Regions from separate parts of the Neogale vison genome. Here regions 2 and 3 are each linked to region 1. Evidence: chromatin contacts called from public Hi-C data. All regions are on one chromosome and are shown on one strand. Each heading gives the region's core, a stretch centred on a gene start, on an enhancer-like site or on the middle of the called end of the contact. The rest is flanking DNA. Distances are from core to core; before and after follow the strand shown. Region 1 holds the start of YWHAZ (14-3-3 protein zeta/delta). Region 2 holds the start of ZNF706 (zinc finger protein 706). Region 3 holds the start of PABPC1 (polyadenylate-binding protein 1).

Region 1 (3,179 bases), core at 203-2,702:
CCAGGCGAGCTGGGCCACCGCCGGCTGTTACGCTCAGCCTCACCCGCCCCGTGAGGGGGACACCGTCTAAAAAGCCAGCACGGCGACCCTCCGGGCAGGCGAGCCAGACGCCGGTCCACAGCCTCCCCCATTCTCTTCTCTATCCCCACCAGGACTCGGAGCCCCCCACTTACCATGAGGTGAGGGGAAAAAAAAAAAAAAAACAAAAAAGAAAGAAAGAAAAAAAACCCTGAGCCCCATCCCCCACCCCGCCAAGGAACCCAGGAAATTCGGCCCCAGGTCCCAGGCCAGCCCCACCCCAGAGCCGGCTCCCCCTCGTGCCAGAAACGAGGCCTCGCCCTAGAGTACCTGGCGGGCGCCTCCGGGCCGGCCTCGGCTCGCGGCCCGGTCCCCAGGCCCGGCCCTGCTAACGCGCCGCCGCCCGGGTGGGGGAGGGCTGGGTGCAGTCGCCGCAGCGCGGGGCGCGGAGGCTGCGCGGAGCAGCGAGCGGGAGAAGCAGGGGGAGGGGAGGGCCGGGAGGGCCGCGAGGGGAGGGGGCGGCCTCACCTGCGCCACTGCAATGCCCGCAGTCGCCAAGTCATTATCTCGGGCGGGAGCGGGGCGACGACGGGGAGGGGGCGCGGGTGGGAACCGAACGCGCCCAGAGGAGCCTCAGTCACCCCCGGGAGCCGGCGACCGGGCGGGTCCCCGGGGATCTCGCGTGTGGGCGCCCTTTCCAGCCGGGGGACGGGGGCTGGGAACCGGCGCTTATCGGGGCCAAGACATCGGTCCGGAAGCAAGTAGCCCTAGGCAGCCGCGAGCCGCCCGCCCGAACCCAGCGGAAAAGCCGCCGCCCGTCTCCGCCTGAGGAGACTCCGCCTCAGCCCAGCGCCGCTACCGCCGGGCGAGCGGGGCTGAGGAGCTGTGGAGCGGGGACGGCCCTCAGGCTTTTGGAAGGTTGGTCTGGGGAAGGAAGGAATGGGACTAGGTGGCGGCGGCCGGGTCCCTTACCTGTGTCCCGAGTGGGTGGCGGCGGACGGACGGGGGCTCAGCAGTCTCCGGGCGGCAGCGGCGAGGCTGAGACTCTGTCCGTAGATCTCGCTGCTCACAGGCTACAGCGGCTCCGCAGACACGGGGTTTCCTCCAATCACCAGCCCCGACAGCAGGGGCACCACACGCACGATGACGTCAAACGCTGCTATGGCAACCGTTGATTGGTGCCCACAGCTCTGGGGGCCCAGTGCAACCGCCGCTCCCTAGCGCGCGCGTCCTGCCCGCCCGCGCTAGAGGGCGAGCGGAGGAGCGTACCACTTCTCCCGCTACCAACGCTCCTCCGCACCCCGCTCAGCTCCCAACTTCTCTGCTCTTGGGAGAGTGAGCCTGGGCAGGAAGCGCCTTCCCTTTTTTTTTTTCCTCCTTCTTACCAGTGCCTTCCTACCTCGCCTTCTCGAATCCCCCGCAACCTTTACAGACTCACTCTTCCTCTAAACCAGCAAGGAAATTCCTCCCCACCCCCACCTTAGCTTTCCCTGCGGCCCTCCTGCGCCTGCGCCAGTCACTCCCTCTGGAAGGGGCTCCGGTTCAGCAACATCCGGGACCTTTCACATCCCCCCCCACCCCCCTCCCCGCGCCCTGACCTGCCCCGCCCTCCGTGCTTCGCGGTGGTAACTGCCTCCTGGGCTGTCCTGGGGCTGCATTACGCGAGTGGCTCTGCCGCTCTGGCATTGTGATCAGAATTTTGGGGGCGGCGGGGGAGGGCGCGGTCAGACGGTCGAGGAGGGGCGGTGTGGCGCGCTACCCCCAGCCCGCCTCACTCCGTCGCCAGGCGGGGCCTACCTGAGCGCGCGGCCCCTCCCTTCCTCCCTTCCGCGGCAGCTTTACCTGCCGGCTGGAGGAAAGCGGCCTTAGACCTTTTAAGGCTCGGAAGAGAGTGAGGAGTCTGGCCCCGGAGTATATGGGCTGAGTGACGGGAAAGTTTTCCAATCGGGGACTCCGGATCCGTGCGCAGTGACAGCTGCGAAGGGGACAATGGGGGCGCGAAGTGGGGGTGAGGTGGGTCGGCTGGGGCGGAGCTGGTGGGAGGTGAGGCCTGGAAGGAGAGGCCGCCGCTTTCAGCTCCCGCGGGGAAACGGCTGCCTTCTTAGACGGAGGGCTCCGGGGATGGTGGAGGCCTGAGCAAAGAACAGGTTGGATCGTACCGACTCGTTCCTCGTAGATTAGATTTTTCTATCCAAATAAAGCATCCACTGGAAGAGTTCATGTTGCAGTGATTTAAAACATAAAGATCATTACCTGTTTTCTCCTGAAGCAAGGTTTGAGGGGTGTGTTATTTCCCAGGGCCCCCGTTGACCCAGCTGGCAGTGGAGCCAGGAAGAGGGGGAAAGAGGAGCGGAAATTGCAGGTGCCTACCAACGGGCCAGCCTAAAACGGTAGAGCCGCCACCCAGTCAACTTAAGGAAGTTCAGAGAGATACATGCACAGTGTAAAATGCCTCTGCCTCTTCTCCCTTTGAACGTTAGAGCTACGAAAAGATTAGTGACCTGCAAAATCAGTTGCAAAACTCATCTAGAGTTTATATAGTTAGCAATGAAAACTCAAAACTGTTCCTACCACCTCTTTGCAAACGCCATTTTGGCCTGAGTTTTCCAACAAATCCTTTTTGAAAATCATTTCCCCCTTATCTCGGTAAGTGTACTCTTTAATGCCCATTCCCTATTTCCCCCATGTCTCCACCTACCTCCCCAATGGTATCTATCAGTTTGTTGTTCTCTGTAGTCAAGAGTATGTTTCTTGGTTTGTCTATTTCTCCCAACATACCTTTATTGAGCACCTACTAGGGGGCCTGCCTAAAGAACAGCTGACAAAGGAGCCTCACTAATTCAGCCTCAAATTGTGCTGAGGACTGAATTTATCAGTAGCGGACACATAAAATCCGTCCTCACTCTCCCAGCACCTTGTCTGTACTGTATGTTCTGTTCCGTTGGATACAGTATTTCTGCCCCAGACTATTCTGCAAATTACGTTTTGCCTGAGGTTCCAGCTGGCATTTAGATAGTAAAGTATAAACCAGGAAGGGAGTTTTCCAGTGACCAGTTCAGTTTCAGGGTGTTTTATTTTTTTTCCCAACTTCACATCAGAACAGATTCATACTAGACATAATTGATCGGGGTTTTATTTCTGAGATGTTCAAGTCCCCGTTC
Region 2 (3,179 bases), core at 399-2,898, 210 kb after region 1:
CAGATTTGAATACTTAAGTATCATTTGGATGATAATAGGTATTCAATCTTTACATATCCCAATATTTCATAAGATCTTTTTATTAGTACCTTATGTCAGAATACTCCAGTCCTCTCCTGCATCTGAACTCTTCTACACAATGTCTGCTACACATGCTAATATAATGATTTTGTGGGTAACCTCAACTGTTTTATGCCAATTCCAGAAGTTTCTTTGATAATTACAAGATATTAACTATTTTGATACCATTTTCATGCAGTGATCTGTACAATGTAATGAGATGCACAACATTATTTTTAACTTTTCCATTTGGGGCTTCTCCTAAAATATAACATTACACAATAGATTTAACCCATTTTCCATTGCCATCTAACAGTAACAAATAAAACCATAAAATAAAACCACTTTAATAAGTGAAGACTGGTCGCTTATTCTTATTTTTAAAACCGAAAACCCGGTAAAGGAAATCGAATCAACAGTCTAAACGCGTGGGGTAGGCCCCTAACTTCTAACAACTCACTGCATTGATTTCCTTTCTGAAAGCAGAAATGCAAACGAACAAGCCACCTGCTTTTGGACAGCTCAACTCTGGGATTACTCTCAGGCCAATCGAATTTTCTACAAACTCTTAAGCACTTCTTGATTATACACAACTGAGGGCCAACAAGTCATTTACAAACACCTTAAACGCAGGTTTTTTTTTAATGTAACTCTTAGTGTGGCTTAGAGGGCTGCAAAGAGGGAAGGAGAAGAATAGAGTTCTAAAATGAAGAGCTCTTACAGGAGGCAACAAGTAAGTACTGCCTCCAAAGATCCTCTCAAAACCAAAAACAACGGAGTAAAAAAAGATTTGGGATTCAGGAAGTAGGATCATTCTCCATAACTATCTGAAACGAGGAGGCCCAGGCAGTGATCAACATCCTGACCCTAGCTTTTAACTACATCCTTTCGGGGAGGGAAGAGGAAAGCACCGGGAGTTAAGATCCATTTCGCCCAACACTTGACCAACCCCAGCGGCAGCCCGGCCCACCTTCCTTCCCAGCCCGCCTCTCCCGCGTCGGGGAGCCCCTTCCTCGGTCCGGCCACGCAGCCCCCACCTACCCGCTACTCCTCACCGACCCCGGCCCGAGACGCGCCTCCCGGGGGCTCTGGCTGCCCCAAACCCGGCCTCTTCGGCCGCGGGGAGCCCCGGCCTCGAGAAACCGACCAGCTGCTGTCGCCAAGGGGTAAGGTTACCGCTCCGCGCCACGGCCGGCGGCGGCCTGCAACCCGGCCACCTGCAGGGCCTGGCAGGCGCCCGAGCTCTCCCTCCAGCCCGGGGCCCGCGCCGGGACAAGACGGGCCCGGCCGCCGCCTGGGAGGCGGGGAGGCCGGCGGCCCCTCGCGACCCGCCGCGACCCTGCCGCCAAGCCCCCACCCCGGCTCCCGGACGTCCTGCGGCGTCAGCGCCGCCCCCACAGCCGCTCACCCGGGCCGGGACAGTCTTGCGTCGGAGAGACCGCGCAGCGCGAGAGGGCCGGGGGAGGTGGCCGCAGGGAGAGGAAGGGGGAGAGCGCCCAGCACCGCTTCGGCCTCCTCCACCCGCCAAGGAGGGGAAAGAGGAGAGCACAACAGCCCGCGCCTCGCACCCGCCGCCGCCGCCGCCGCGCGCGCCCGCCGCCGCCTCAGCCTCGGGGGAGGCCACTACGCTCGTGCCCGCGCACGCCGCGCAACTCTCCCAGTCGCCCCAGCGCCCGCCTGCTCTTGCCGCCCACGCGCCTTCCTGCTGCGGCCGCCTCCCGCGCCCCGCCCCTGCTCGCACGCCTGCGCCCTTTCCGGTCGCGCGGGCCAATGGCAGCGCGCCCCTATTACATAAGCGTCAGGGGGCGGGGCCTGGCGGCGACGGCGGCCCCTACGAGAGGGAAACTGCAGGGGACGTCGCCCTCTGTCCCCGGCGCCCCTCCCCTCCCGCGTGCTCTATCTAGGCGGCTTCGGCCGGCCCCGGGAGCCGCGTGATCCCGGTCCTGCTGGGTGACGGCCTGCGGCGTGTTTCACAAGCCGCTTGCCAGCTCACTCACTGGGGCGGCGGCCCGGCCTCGGTCCCCGCGTCCTTTCTCGCCTCCCGCCTCGCCGACGCCCTCCTATGCAGCAACCCGGGCACCGGCCCAGAGAGGTGCGCCAGCGCCGCCGCGGCGTGGGGTACCGGGGAGCCAGCCACCCGGAGGCACCACCGCCGCCACCCCAGCCCCCAGTGCGGCCAGCGGGCCCAGCGGACCCTAATAGGGCCGCGCAGCCTTTGTTCTCTCACCGGCCAACCCCCAGTGTCGTTCCCACGGAAACTCCGGTTATTTTTACCGGTCGGGGGTTTTTAGTGAGTTCAGGATTCCAGCTTGTCTTAGTGTTGCTGGCTAGGGTACCCCGACCGCTTTAGCTGAATCCTAACATCATACAGAGTTGCTAATATTTGGAAATGGTTAAGTTGAATTGGGGGGGGGGTTCTCTATGATTTACAGGCCATGAGCGCTAACTTCCAGTATGTGGTTAAGAACAATTGAGTCAGTAATCTGCTGATATCTGCAAATGGCATTTCAGACTTGGGCTTTATTCTATTTCACTGCGGCCCTTCTCTCCCCCGCCCCCAACACTGGTTTCTAATTTTATTTTATTTTATTTTATTTTCAATATTTTATTTATTTATTTGACAGAGATCACAAGTAGGCAGAGAGGCAGGCAGAGAGAGAGGGGGGAGCAGGCTCCCTGCAGAGCAGAGAGCCCGATGCGGGGCTCGATCCCAGGACCCTGGGATCATGACCTGATTTTATTAATACCAAGGAAAAGGGAAGCTTTTACATCTGACGTTCTCACCTTGCTGATAGCATCCACTCTCCCACTTGCCTGTCAGTGCCCAGGAGAAGCTAGTTTAAAATATGTATCCCAAATGAGCAGGACTGGGATATAGATATTACAGAATTGTTTAGAACAACCAGAAAGGAGTTAGCGGCTTTTCTCATTTGGGTGGCATACAATGATCTGGTTTTTAAGTCCTTCCTTATCCTCATTTCAGTCTCTCTCACCTTTACCTTTCACACCTCTCTATACTGCAGTTTTAAGTTATATGTTTAAATTTTATTGCTATCTTTCCAGTATTGAGTTGCAAGCTCATTTTCATCACTATATGCCCAGAGCCTAGCGGTGTGCTA
Region 3 (3,179 bases), core at 391-2,890, 170 kb before region 1:
ACTGAAGGCCAAGAAGTATAATGGTCCAGTCCACACTACACTCGAAGTTTACAGCCAAAATTTGATTCTTAAATTTTGGGGGGGGGGGTCATCTCGAAAGCACAGAACTATTTCAGAAGGAAAGAAACATTCTGTATTACCAGTATTACGAATCTAATTTGGATAAAAAACCTCAAATAACCTACAATGCCTGAGAAAACAGTGCATTTCCAAAGGGTCATCCTCCACACCCTCTGCTCCCACCAACCTGCTGTAGTATTAGTGAGAAATGCCTGAACTCGGGGAAAACCCCGAATGCGCTTCTCATCGGTAATCTACGTTTCTAGAGCCATCGGTTACTGACAAGTTATTAAGAATGGAATCAGAAACCTGAAGACCACCACATCACCAAATTAACTTTATCCTAAGGCCCTGTGGCTCCCCCAGGCGATTGGGCCAGTAGCAGAGACAGGCCTCGGGCCTGTGAGGTTACAGGGTTCAACACGTGGTATTTTTTGAGCACCGAATCGCACTTCCTCCGCGTCCTGGGGCGCCGGCAGGAGCACGGGGTGGTGGGAGCGCCTCCACCTAGTACCAGAGAAGGGGTCTCGGCTCCCGACGCCCCAGAAGCCCGCGGCTACTAGCGGGAGCGCGGTGGAAGAACCCAATCTCACCAACCCTCCCGGCGCGTCATCACCCTAAAGTTTGAGAGCGGCTGAGGCCGAGAAAATGGTCGCAAAGGAGGAAGTGGCCAGGCGTGCGGCTGCCGGCAGCGCGGGTCCCCGCGGGCACGGGAAGCGGGGGTCCCGGCGCCCAAGCCTCTCCCCGCCGGCCCTCAGGGGGTGACATGCCCGCCCGTCCCCTCCCCCGGGCCCGCCGGCCTAGCCAGCCCGCCGCCGCCTGCGCCTCATGGCCGCCCGCCCCGCCAGCCCGCCGGGCCCGGCTCTCACCGTCCGCCGGTTGCTGGAAGTTCACATACGCGTAGCCCAAGGAGCGGCGGGTGATCATGTCCCTGCAGACCCGGATGGAGAGGATGGGCCCGGCCGGGCTGAACTTCTCGTAGAGCATCGCCTCGGTCACGTCGGGGTGTAGGTCCCCCACGTAGAGCGAGGCCATGGGGTAGCTGGGGGCGCTGGGGTTCATCTCGGCACGGCTGCCCGCAGGGCCACAGGCCGCGACCTTTCCGTGAGAGGAGGAGAGCGAGTGCTGGGGCCGGGGGCCGGAGCCGGGGGGAGGGGAGCGGGGGCAAGCGCAGAGGGACAAAAATCAACCGGAATCGAAAACTACTCAACGGCCGCAGAACGGGGTCGATCGGCTGCCGCTGGCTGCTGGCTGCTGGCTGCCGGCTGGGAAGCAAGGGTGGCGGTGGCGGTGTCGGGTCCGGGCAGCGGGAAGGCCTCGGTCTCTTGGTTCCTTCTTGGAGCTGCTGCGGGGCCGCGGGCGGGCGGGCGGGTCGGTCTCGGCTGCTTCACCGGGTTATTTTATAAAAGAGGAAGAAAAAAAAATAAAAGTCTCCGGCGGGGGAGACGCGGATTTTTTGTAAATTTTTTTTGGGTTTTTTAAAAGATTTTTTTAGATTTTTTTTGGATTTTTTTAATAATAAATGTGTGTTCCGAGCCCGGAGCACACACTCCGCACTCTCAGCACTAACCGCCGGGGAGAAGGGGAAGCACCGCCTCCTGCACCCTCTACTTATACCCCCCGCCGCACTCGCCCCGCCCCCGCGCGTCTGACGCCAGGGCCCTACGCGAGCGTCAGCGCCGGAGGAGGAGGAGAAAAGGAGGCGAGGGGGAGGAGGGAAGAGAAAACAGGAGGAGGAAAGAGCAGAGAGGAAGGGAGAGGTGGCGGCGGCGGCTGCAGCGGGTGTGGGGGTGGGGCTGGAGCGGAGGGGCGGGGCTCCTGCGCACGCGCCGCGGCCGGGGGGCGGGGTCTGCGCTGCGTAGAGCTCGTGGGGGGAGGGGAGGGCTGGCTCGCTAGTGGGTCTGAGAGGAGTCGGGTGGGACGGCCTCTCCTTCCACACACCCCGCCCCCACCTCCACCCTGGAGAAGCGTTAACCCGTCACCGCGGCGGTGGGCGGCGCGCGGGGCTTCCGGGTTCCTCGGCGCTAACCACCCCCCACGTGCACGGCCGTCCGGGCCTCTTCCCGCCACAGCCTGCCCTGCTCCACTCGCCCCTGTCCCTTAGGGACCCTGAGCACGGGTGGGCTGGAGTGGTTCCTTCCAGGCCCAGTTTCCGAAATGTGCGTGAAAGGAGCCGGGTTGGCTCCTTTTTCTCCTACCCGGACCGCACTACGACTCCCAGCGGGCAGCGCCGCCACGCGCGTCGGCCGCAGAAGCGGTGCCTGCTGGGAGCTGGAGTCCCCAACGGCCGCGGCGCTCGCTGACCCCAACTGGCCGCGGGTCCTGGCTGCTGGCTCGGGGACCCCCAACCGTCCCGGCGCTGGACCCCGGTCGCCGCCCCGCGGTGCTTCCAGTACAAGGGGGGAGGGGAGGAATCCTTGGGCTTCTCTCCCAAAGTTTCGGAGACCTGCACTCTTCTCGGTCTCCACCGGACCCTGTCGTTAGTCAAAGTGCCTTTAATTGGGAAGGCTGTTTACGGGGTCTTTGTACGCTTCCCTTTTTAAAGTGTCGTGATCACTATTAACTTAAGCTCTTAGGTTGGAATCTTTGATTCGTGCAATTTCTACTTGCGATTTCTCAGAGGTAGAAAACGGGACTCAAAAAAATTCGTTTTTCTTAAAGTATGAGTCTCACAGTTGTACATAACACCACGGACCTGCAAGCGGGCAAAATTAGGGATAGTTTCAATGCAGTATTACAAATGTTCAAAACAATTTTATACATTAGTTGTGGACTTCAGCAAAAATGCTAAATTTATTAAATTGATGGCCATTAGAAAATACCAGTTTATAGGAATGATATCAAGTCAGCATACAAATCCCCACTTTAAAGTAGTAATGTACTTTACAGTTTCTAAAGCACTTGCATAAACATCCTGTCATTTTGTTCCCTACCGCAATCTTGTGTGGGTGGTGGAGCACCTAGTAATAACTTTATTTTACTGTTAAGGGAGCAGTCTCAAGCTAAATGATTGCCCAATTCATTCTTTAATTCAATAAACTTAAATGCATGTCAGATACATTGCCAGCTGTGGACTGGGTGCTTTATTGTCATTTAATTAAAATTTAAACCACCGGAAT

Evidence for each region. Hi-C and Micro-C count contacts between places; a contact is called where the count stands out from the background.
Region 2: a Hi-C map of fibroblasts shows a contact between it and region 1, with 4 times the contacts expected there. The contact joins the promoter of ZNF706 here to the promoter of YWHAZ in region 1. A contact is called at or near these places in 2 of 3 Hi-C or Micro-C datasets (fibroblasts and muscle).
Region 3: a contact with region 1 is called in a Hi-C map of fibroblasts, with 8 times the contacts expected there. The contact joins the promoter of PABPC1 here to the promoter of YWHAZ in region 1. A contact is called at or near these places in 2 of 3 Hi-C or Micro-C datasets (fibroblasts and muscle).

The regions. Positions count from the first base shown.
Region 1 is chr4:36,368,224-36,371,402 of ASM_NN_V1, reverse strand. YWHAZ (14-3-3 protein zeta/delta) reads right to left here and starts at 1,452. Exons shown (of 6, transcript XM_044245201.1): 1 at 991-1,452.
Region 2 is chr4:36,163,367-36,166,545 of ASM_NN_V1, reverse strand. It overlaps ZNF706 (zinc finger protein 706), which reads right to left and starts at 1,648. Exons shown (of 4, transcript XM_044245198.1): 1 at 1,469-1,648.
Region 3 is chr4:36,534,891-36,538,069 of ASM_NN_V1, reverse strand. PABPC1 (polyadenylate-binding protein 1) reads right to left here and starts at 1,640. Exons shown (of 16, transcript XM_044245203.1): 1 at 1,272-1,640; 2 at 930-1,158. The coding sequence starts at 1,122.